Linked DNA regions of Mus musculus: regions 1 and 3 are each linked to region 2. Evidence: chromatin contacts called from public Hi-C data. All regions are on one chromosome and are shown on one strand. Each heading gives the region's core, a stretch centred on a gene start, on an enhancer-like site or on the middle of the called end of the contact. The rest is flanking DNA. Distances are from core to core; before and after follow the strand shown. Region 1 holds the start of Nde1 (nudE neurodevelopment protein 1). Region 2 holds the start of Ufd1 (ubiquitin recognition factor in ER-associated degradation 1). Region 3 holds the start of Mcm4 (minichromosome maintenance complex component 4).

The links. Hi-C and Micro-C count contacts between places; a contact is called where the count stands out from the background.
Region 1: a contact with region 2 is called in a Hi-C map of CD8 T cells, with 4 times the contacts expected there. The contact joins the promoter of Nde1 here to the promoter of Ufd1 in region 2. A contact is called at or near these places in 3 of 484 Hi-C or Micro-C datasets (CD4 T cells, CD8 T cells and muscle stem cells).
Region 3: a contact with region 2 is called in a Hi-C map of CD8 T cells, with 10 times the contacts expected there. The contact joins the promoter of Mcm4 here to the promoter of Ufd1 in region 2. A contact is called at or near these places in 2 of 484 Hi-C or Micro-C datasets (CD4 T cells and CD8 T cells).

Annotation. Positions count from the first base shown.
Region 1 is chr16:14,161,937-14,164,636 of GRCm38.p6, forward strand. It overlaps Nde1 (nudE neurodevelopment protein 1), which reads left to right and starts at 1,339. Exons shown (of 9, transcript NM_023317.2): 1 at 1,339-1,432.
Region 2 is chr16:18,810,940-18,813,639 of GRCm38.p6, forward strand. It overlaps Ufd1 (ubiquitin recognition factor in ER-associated degradation 1), which reads left to right and starts at 1,355. Exons shown (of 12, transcript NM_011672.4): 1 at 1,355-1,478. The coding sequence starts at 1,476. Cdc45 (cell division cycle 45) reads right to left here and starts at 1,033. Exons shown (of 19, transcript NM_001358206.1): 1 at 576-1,033; 2 at 366-425. The coding sequence starts at 626.
Region 3 is chr16:15,635,951-15,638,650 of GRCm38.p6, forward strand. It overlaps Mcm4 (minichromosome maintenance complex component 4), which reads right to left and starts at 1,450. Exons shown (of 16, transcript NM_008565.3): 1 at 1,161-1,450; 2 at 671-832; 3 at 236-399; 4 at 43-144. The coding sequence starts at 1,230. It overlaps Prkdc (protein kinase, DNA activated, catalytic polypeptide), which reads left to right and starts at 1,916. Exons shown (of 86, transcript NM_011159.2): 1 at 1,916-2,092. The coding sequence starts at 1,939.

The DNA of each region.
Region 1 (2,700 bases), core at 89-2,588, 4.6 Mb before region 2:
GCATCTGAAATTCTGTTTCCGTTTACTGTATTAACCCTTTAAGATCAGATTCTTTGTCTTAGTCACCAGGTTGTAAAATTACCTGTGCCTAATAGTATTTAATAATTAATGAACAATTAATGGCTTAACGTTAAGAAATTATTATTAGCTGGGCCTGTGATCCCACTGAAAAATAAGGCTAAGGGAATACTCAGAAATTTGAGGCCAGCCCAAGTTACATAGGAAAAGTGTTTCAAAAAAGGAAAAAACAAGGGGCTGGAGAGATTGCTCAACAGTTAAGAACACTGATCTCCTAGAGGTCAATTCCTAGCAACCATATGATGACTTTTTTTTTTTTTTAAAGATTTATTTATTTATTATATGTAAGTACACTGTAGCTGTCCTCAGATATCCCAGAAGAAGGCATCAGATTTCGTTATGGATGGTTGTGAGCCACCATGTGGCTACTGGGACTTGAACTCGGGACCAGTCGGGTGCTCTTAACCCCTGAGCCATCTCGCCAGCCCTGTTTGTTTGTTTTTCAAGACAGGGTTTCTCTGTGTAGCTCTGACTGTCCTGGAACTCACGCTGTAGACCAGGCTGGTCTCAAACTCAGAAATCCGTCTGCCTCTGCCTCCCGAGTGCTAGGATTAAAGGTGTGCTCCACCACTGCCCGGCTTATTTACAAAGCACTGCACAAAGTCTTGTAAACTTATTTATTTAGCTCGGGGGGGGGGGGGGGGGACGACGACGACGACCATTTTATCCACGAGTAATTAAATACCTTGTTTCAAATACACATAGCTAGTAAGCGGCGGAGTTAGGATTCAAAGTCAAGTTCTTTCACATTAAACTATTCTGTCTCAGAAGAAGCCACAACAGTTAAAGATTCTATTTGGGGTGTAAAGTTGTGGAATAACAAGGGTCCTGTGGGCTGGGCGGAAGTTTGTCGTTCTCTATGCCTGTTTTTGTCTTTGTGCATTCTGGGCTAGTATAGCATTTTTGGAATCGGGTAGGGCACTTACAAGTGTAACCCAATATCAGCTATTCCTAATGCCCGGGTTTCTCCGACCAATTGCTCCTTTGTCTATTCTTGGGCAAGAGCAAGAGCAGATAAATGCAACCAGTGTGAAGGAGAGGCGTGCGGATGTTCCAGAGTGCGTGGCACGGCGAGTACCGAGCCGCCAGCAGGCCCTCTCCACGCCCGCCTTCCGGGCCAGTGGCCTGCGCCTCCTGCGGCCCCTCCCGCCCCCACCGAGGCTTGGCCCAGCCGCGCCCGGGCCTAGAGAGAAAAAGTTTCCAAACCTCGCTTCTTTGCGCTGATTGGCCGAGTCAGACGCGTCCCGAGAGCGGCAGCCAATGGGAGGCGCGCACCGCGCAGTACCGGCGAGGCTGGAGGGCAAGAAAGGCCTGCCGGCCCGCGCCTCGCTGGAATCGTCGCCGCCCGGGCTGGGTAAGTGGAGCCAGGCTGCGGGCGGGTCTCCGCCACGCCCGCAGCATCCATCCGACGTGTCCCCCACACCTGCCCTCCTCAGCTTTCCACCTTCCATCCGTGAGCTCCGCCGCTCGCCCTGGCCAACTCCGTTCCTCTTCTGCTGGCTGCTTTTCTATCCTCGAACGTCCTCAAGACCCATGCCCACGCCGCCCCAAGGCCCCCGAGTTCTTAGTCTGCCCCTTCACCCCACAGTTTCCGGGTCCCCAACTGCTGCCGCACGGATACCAACCTATATCCAACCTTCCCCTCGATGCCTATAGGTCTCGGCCGCTGGACGTTTCAAATTTCCCTAGACAGCACTTTGGATCGGATAAACTTTATCCGACAAAGGGTGAGAGTGCTTACCCCACACCTTGGATGTTGGCCCAGCTCACCTCTACCTCTTTGAGGTCCTGGGCAACCCGGAGTCACCTTGACTCCGGAGCGACTTCATATTTCCTAAATCATCTCGACTTTTTGCCAGGTTGTGCATCCTTCTGCGCTTTAGCCGGATCCTCGCTCAACTTCTCTAGCTGGGTGGAGGTTTGTAATTGGCTCTGCCACCTGTTTCTGTGTATTGTGTGTTAGGATAACATTTTAGGACTCAGAAGGGGTGCTTTTGAAGTATAGTCTGATAGAAACTACTCCAGAGCCTGAGGGTATCTGACCACGCACTTCTCTTCCCCAGCACACTGGTATTCAGCCCGTTTTGAGGTTTAAGTAATTCCCCTTTCAGAATTCCATATGGAGTTCAGTAAGAGGAACTTACAGAACTATGACCAACCCTCCAACCCCTCTGAAGTCGCATGTCTTTGTACTTAAGCAGCAAGAAGACAAGCTAGGCTTAGTGACTGACTCTTGATGTGTTTGACCTGGAACTTGCTCTATAGACCAGGCTGGCCTCGAACTCAAGTTGATTCTCTTGCCTTTGCCTCCCAAGTGCTGGGATTAGAGGTGTCCACCATCACCTGGCTCCCATTCACGTCTTGTTTATTTGAGAGAGATATAAACTTGGGCTGGAGAAGGGTATTGGTTCATTCGATATTGGCATCGAGTATTGGTGATCAGCTTGGCTAGCTTTCTTCACTCAGACATCACTTTATTTCTTTCCTAGAAATTTGAAATTAGAGGTGTGTGACTTGTGTGTGTTCTCAGACAGTTTTGTAGACTTAATTTTGGGGGACTCCTCCCAACAAAACCAATCCTAAGGACTGAAAGTTCTTATTTCAAAGTGTGAGGACCTAAGT
Region 2 (2,700 bases), core at 105-2,604:
AAACTAACAATCTTCTCTAATAGACTCGGGGCTCCTGTATTTCCTGCACTCCCTATTATACCACTCCCCACTGTCACATCTCCTCTCTCAAATTCCATCTTTGAGAGGTCATTTACAAATTCAAAGATTTCAGAAGTGAAACCATTTTCACTTGGGTTACTGTATAAAACACTACGTACTTGTCTCACTGTTTGCACTATACTTCTCTCTAGCTCCAGTATAGGTCAGAGAGGATATTTTGGGTTCCTCACCTCCTGCCTGCTCCTTCTGGTCCCTCCCCTTCTGTGACCTACCCCCTGCTGGGGCCAACCCTGATCTGTCACCTCTCCCTCCTGTCCTACCTTCCTAAGGTATTCAAAGCTCACCTGGAGGATCTTGCAAGCACACAAGGCATCCACGTCCGAGGCCACAAAGAGAAGGACCCTCTGTAGAAGCAAACGTGGACAGATGAGTTGAACACAGGGACGCTAAACTCTGTGGCAACTCTCTGACCTCCCGGCCCATCCACGGACACTCGCCCTCTTCTCCCCAGCCCCCAGATAAGGTTTGGATCAGGATCGTGGAATGGGAGTCACCTGGTTGTGGACCGTCTCGTAGAACTCCTTGCGGAAATCGGTCACGAACATAGCCACAGCGGCGGATACCTAGAACTGGCGCTGAGACACGGACAGCCCCGGAGGTCGTCAAGACTCCCGCCAAATCACAGCTCTTCTGATTGGTCCACGCCAGCAGCCAATAATTCTTAGCCTTTCCTCCTTTCTGATTGGTTCCTACTGGGGACAGCCAATAATGCTCTGCTATTCGCAGCTGGATAAGACCCGCCCGTCCCTCAAAAAATGAAACATCTTTCCTCAGGCTGCGAACCTTGTTGCCGGTGTTGACGCTAACGTCCAGTCACCCAAAACCACCTATGTTTGGCAGACATCTTTACTTCGGGAAGGAAGGTCTATTATCTGACCCTGGCATACTTAGAAAACAATATACTCTTAGACATAAAGTAAATTCAGTCACACATTATTTGAATGTGTTTCCAATAAGTTTCCAATACACGGTTCGTCGAATTAGAGTGAGCTATAGATTACTTCCGCCCGAATCCATGATGGCCGGGATCAACGCCGGAAACTCTAGCTGCATTCTGGGTATTGTAGTCCGTAAGGAGAACGGCTCCTATCAAGTTGTTTGGAAGAGAGTACTATCTAAACATTATAAACAGTCGCTATCCTGTGAAATCAATTATCAAGTGTTTTAATGTTTACTTTAAGTAATATTCAAACCTCAGGCCTTCCCATGACTTTCTGTTTTTCCGCCGCTGACTTCAGGCCTCCGTACCCCATCCCCTGCGGTGTTCCGTCACTTCCGGCGAGCCTCTCGCGGTTTCTGGGTTTCAGAGCAGTGGCCTGGACTGCAAAGAGGGAGCTGTGGGTTTTTATTGTAAGGTTCAGGAAAAGAAGCGGCATCACCAAACGCTGTCAGTCATGGTGAGTTGACCGGGGATCGCGAACCGGATGATGCCAGAGTTGCCCCTGGAGCTGGCAGGGAGGGCCTGGACCTGGTGGCGGAGGTGCCGAGTCACCCGGGCCTGCGTCGGGCCCCGACACTGTCCCGAGAGCTTCTGTCCCAAGTGGGACCCATAATTACGAGCCACCTCTTTTCTTCTTAGCTTGTCCGAGTCATGACTCGAATGCCTTTCGGCGGGACAGCAGCCCCGAGAGTAAAAAGGAACCTGCTACTTTATGTCGATAGTTCTCATAAGTGCTCGACACGCAACAAGTTTCCATGAACTCGGAGTTAACTGGAGATTTCTTGGGGGAGTGGCGCGAGGGAGGAGAAAACGAAGGACATTAAGCTCAGCCAAAGTTCCCTGACCTTTTATTTAGTAGAAATCATGTCTTAGGCTGTATGTCACGTTGTGTTCATCACGTTGTGATAACGACAATAGGTAATATGTAGTGCGCCTTTTTTCTATCAACGTATACTTATTTAATTCCTGCATTCCCCATGGAACATAGGTACGTAGTTATTATATTTACCGGTAGAACTAAAACTTAGAGAGGTGGTACTCAGGAAAGTGAGGCTCAGAGGTTGGAAGTCAAGTCCATCCGGCTGCAGTGATGTCTCATCACTCCTGTATATAGTGTTGACTCCGTGCCATTTGTTTGTTTGTTAAAAACAAGAAGTGATTATTAGATTTTTATCCTGAGTGTCACAGTAAGTCCCTGTCTAAGTTCATTTACATAACCAGCACTGAGTGTTTGATGTGTTAGGCATAAAAGCTTTAAAGGAAGTAACATGGATGATAGAAGCTCATGTTCATTGGTGGCTGAGTTGGAAGGATACCGTTCGGGTGTTGCATACTTCATGTACGTTGTTTATGTTCCAGAGAGAAGCAGTAGGTTAGATGGATGGCATAGGTGAAGATGCTTTGACGAGCACACACCCCCCACCCCCCAACCCCATGGCTCAAAAAAGGGCTTTGTGGGTTATGCACCTAAGACTGAGTCACACAGTTCTGGTACTTAAAGAAAAAGATAAAAGACTGAAGCACGCCTTTAATCCCAGCACTAGGGAAGCAGAGGCAGGCAGATTTCTGAGTTCAAGGCCAGCCTGGTCTACAAAGTGAGTTCCAGGACAGCCAGGACGATACAGAGAAACCCTGTCTCGAATAAACCAAAAAAAAAAAAAAAAAAGACTGAAAACTTG
Region 3 (2,700 bases), core at 200-2,699, 3.2 Mb before region 2:
CACCCGAAGTCTCAGACTGAGTTTTAGTGTACATAAGCTTACCTGAAAATTCTCTTTACATGTTGCCACATTCACATCTGTTCCCCAAATCACAAGCTTTTGGCCTAGAGACTGTTCACTTGGTACGATGTCTTCTGCTGCTGCCTATTGAGAAAGCGAGGATAGAAACATGTTAATGGGATGACCTACTTTATGCTCTCAAGGTAACACCATCAGAGATCTGCTTTGTACTCACGCCATCAGACTGCAGATCCACCTGCAAACCCTTTCGTGCTGAGCCCAGATCTGGCCTCTGCCTTACAGGTGTGCCTCTCACCCCACTTCTTGGGGTTCCTTCCACTCGCGAGCTGGGAGTGCCATATGTCAATGGTGAACTAACATCAAAGTCCAAAGGAATAGCTATAAAGACAAGATATTTAGCTTTACCATGAAATCCCCATAAGCACATCAAATCCCAATTCCGGAATGCTGTTTGACAATTTAAACAGAATACTTTACTGCAATCTTTCATACCCCAATTGTAGTTCTACTATAAAGTATGCTTTCTTTGCTCACTAGGTCCTAAAATGTACCAACTCTGCTTCTCTCCTCAGGTGTTTCAGTGAAGAATCTATCAGTACACACAGAATAATAGCAACTGGTAAACCAGCAAAACCGACGGCTGACCCACCTAAAGAATGCATCTGAGGAGGGCTGGAAAACAAGGCATTCTGTGCAGGTGGGCTCTGCAGGTCGGCTCCTGGTGAGGTGGGCATTGGCAGTAGCTCTCCGGTGGAAGAATCTTCGCCTCTACGTCTCCGATTGGGTGACGACCTGCTTTCCTCACTTCGAACTTCCGTCATACAAAACAAAAAAGACGATCAACGCTCAAGCTTAGTCTTCCAGGAAGTGCCTTAGGGTAGTCATATTACTTAAACAAGAACACCCCCCCCCCAAAACCCTCAAACTGGAACAGAGGGACAAGGTGTAGGAAAAGGTGGGTCAACTGAACTGACCACGCCAGACTGCCTGGAGACGAGAGCCCAGTATGTGGGTGACAGAGGCTACTATATGCTCAAGGCCTGTCAACCACACACCAGGCTCGAAGGACTCAGGACTTTCCACAGTGCTGCGGGAAGAGACACGAGGCGGAAAGGGGGCAGATGAAGGAGGGAACTCACGGGACTGGGTTGGGGTGACTCGTCCGCGTCGGCTGCTGCGGCGGCTCGGGGTGGATGCCGGGGACGACATGGTGCTGTGGTTGCTGCGCGACAAAAGAAATCTGGCTCTCAGTTGTCCCGCTCCGGGACCTCTCGTACCTCGGATCCGGGTTAGTTGCAAACGCGCACAAAACGGCGAGTCAGGGTTCTGCGCCACCCAGGAGAACGTTCCTGGGCCCGCAGGGTGAAGCGATTCCCGCCAGCCGCTCTGTCGTCACAGCGACCGAAGACGCCTGGCCAATCAAAGAGGCAAGCGCGCGTAGCTCCGCCTCCGGAAAGCGCCGTAAGTGAACTCTGAGAAAAGGTTTCCGGCCAATCACAGCGGCAAAGGCGTGTAGCTCCGCCTCCGGAAGGCGCCACTGCAAGCCGGAGGGGGAGTTCTCGACCGCTACCTAGGAATTACAGCCTAGATTCACTTGCACGCCCCTCGCCTTGGATGGGCCAGCCTGCAGCGGGATTGCGTTTTGGCGGGAAACCCGGGGCCGGCACAACTCCCTTGTGTGTTTACATTTGCGTTGTCCCGAGTGCAAACACCAATCTGTGATATCTCCGCATGGTTAGACTGGTTCTGTCCCTTTGCATTCCGATGTGTACATGTTAAACGCTACAGATCTGCAGGCCGGTGCGCGTCTTCACCCCCCCACCCCCGCGAGAGTATAAGGGAGCAGTTCCGGCTGGGCCTTCAGGGAAGAGCTGGCTAGAGTGCTGAGACGCGCATGCGCGAAGCGGTGCCGGCGTGATGGCGGAGGAGGGAACCGGCGTACGGTGTTGGCTACTGCAGCTGCAGGAGTTCCTGTCCGCAGCAGACCGCTGCAGTGCTGCCGGGGCCAGTTACCAGCTGATTCGTAGTCTGGGGCAGGAGTGCGTGCTGAGCACTAGCTCTGCAGTGCAGGGTGGGTAAGGTCCCTAGACGCAGGGCTCAGCGTTTCTCTCCGTGGTGCGTGTAGTCAACGTCCCGTAAAGTTTATGGAATTGGTAGATGTGTATACTGCTCTCTTCCTAGTATCTGAGGAAGATGCTTTAAAACAGGTGTTGGAAAATGACCACCAAGTTTGGTAGTCATTTTTATCCAAAGTTGGATGAGAGTGCAAGATGGAAGTATTTTCTTCCAGAATAAACTCGCTTGAACTCAATAGGACCTTGACAAAAATCCTTTTTTCGTTGCACCATGTTTTCAGAATAATTGCAAAAATTAATGAAAGTCATGCAATTCTGTAGACATTTTTATTTTTTAGGTTAGGTATTTCCTATCTTGGGCTATAGCCCAAGATAGTCTGGAATTTACTATGTATGTAGAACAAGCCTTCAAATACTGGGGTTATAGATGTGAGGTACCACACGTGCCTTGCTCTTTTTAACCATTTAGTAATTGATGTGTTAAAATAGAGGCTCGAATCTGAACACAGCACACTGGGCCAAAAACAGTTCCACGTGTAAGAGGTTTGGAGGGGGTGGCAGAAAGAGAAGGCGCAGAGAGAGAGAGAGTGAGAGAGGGAGGGAC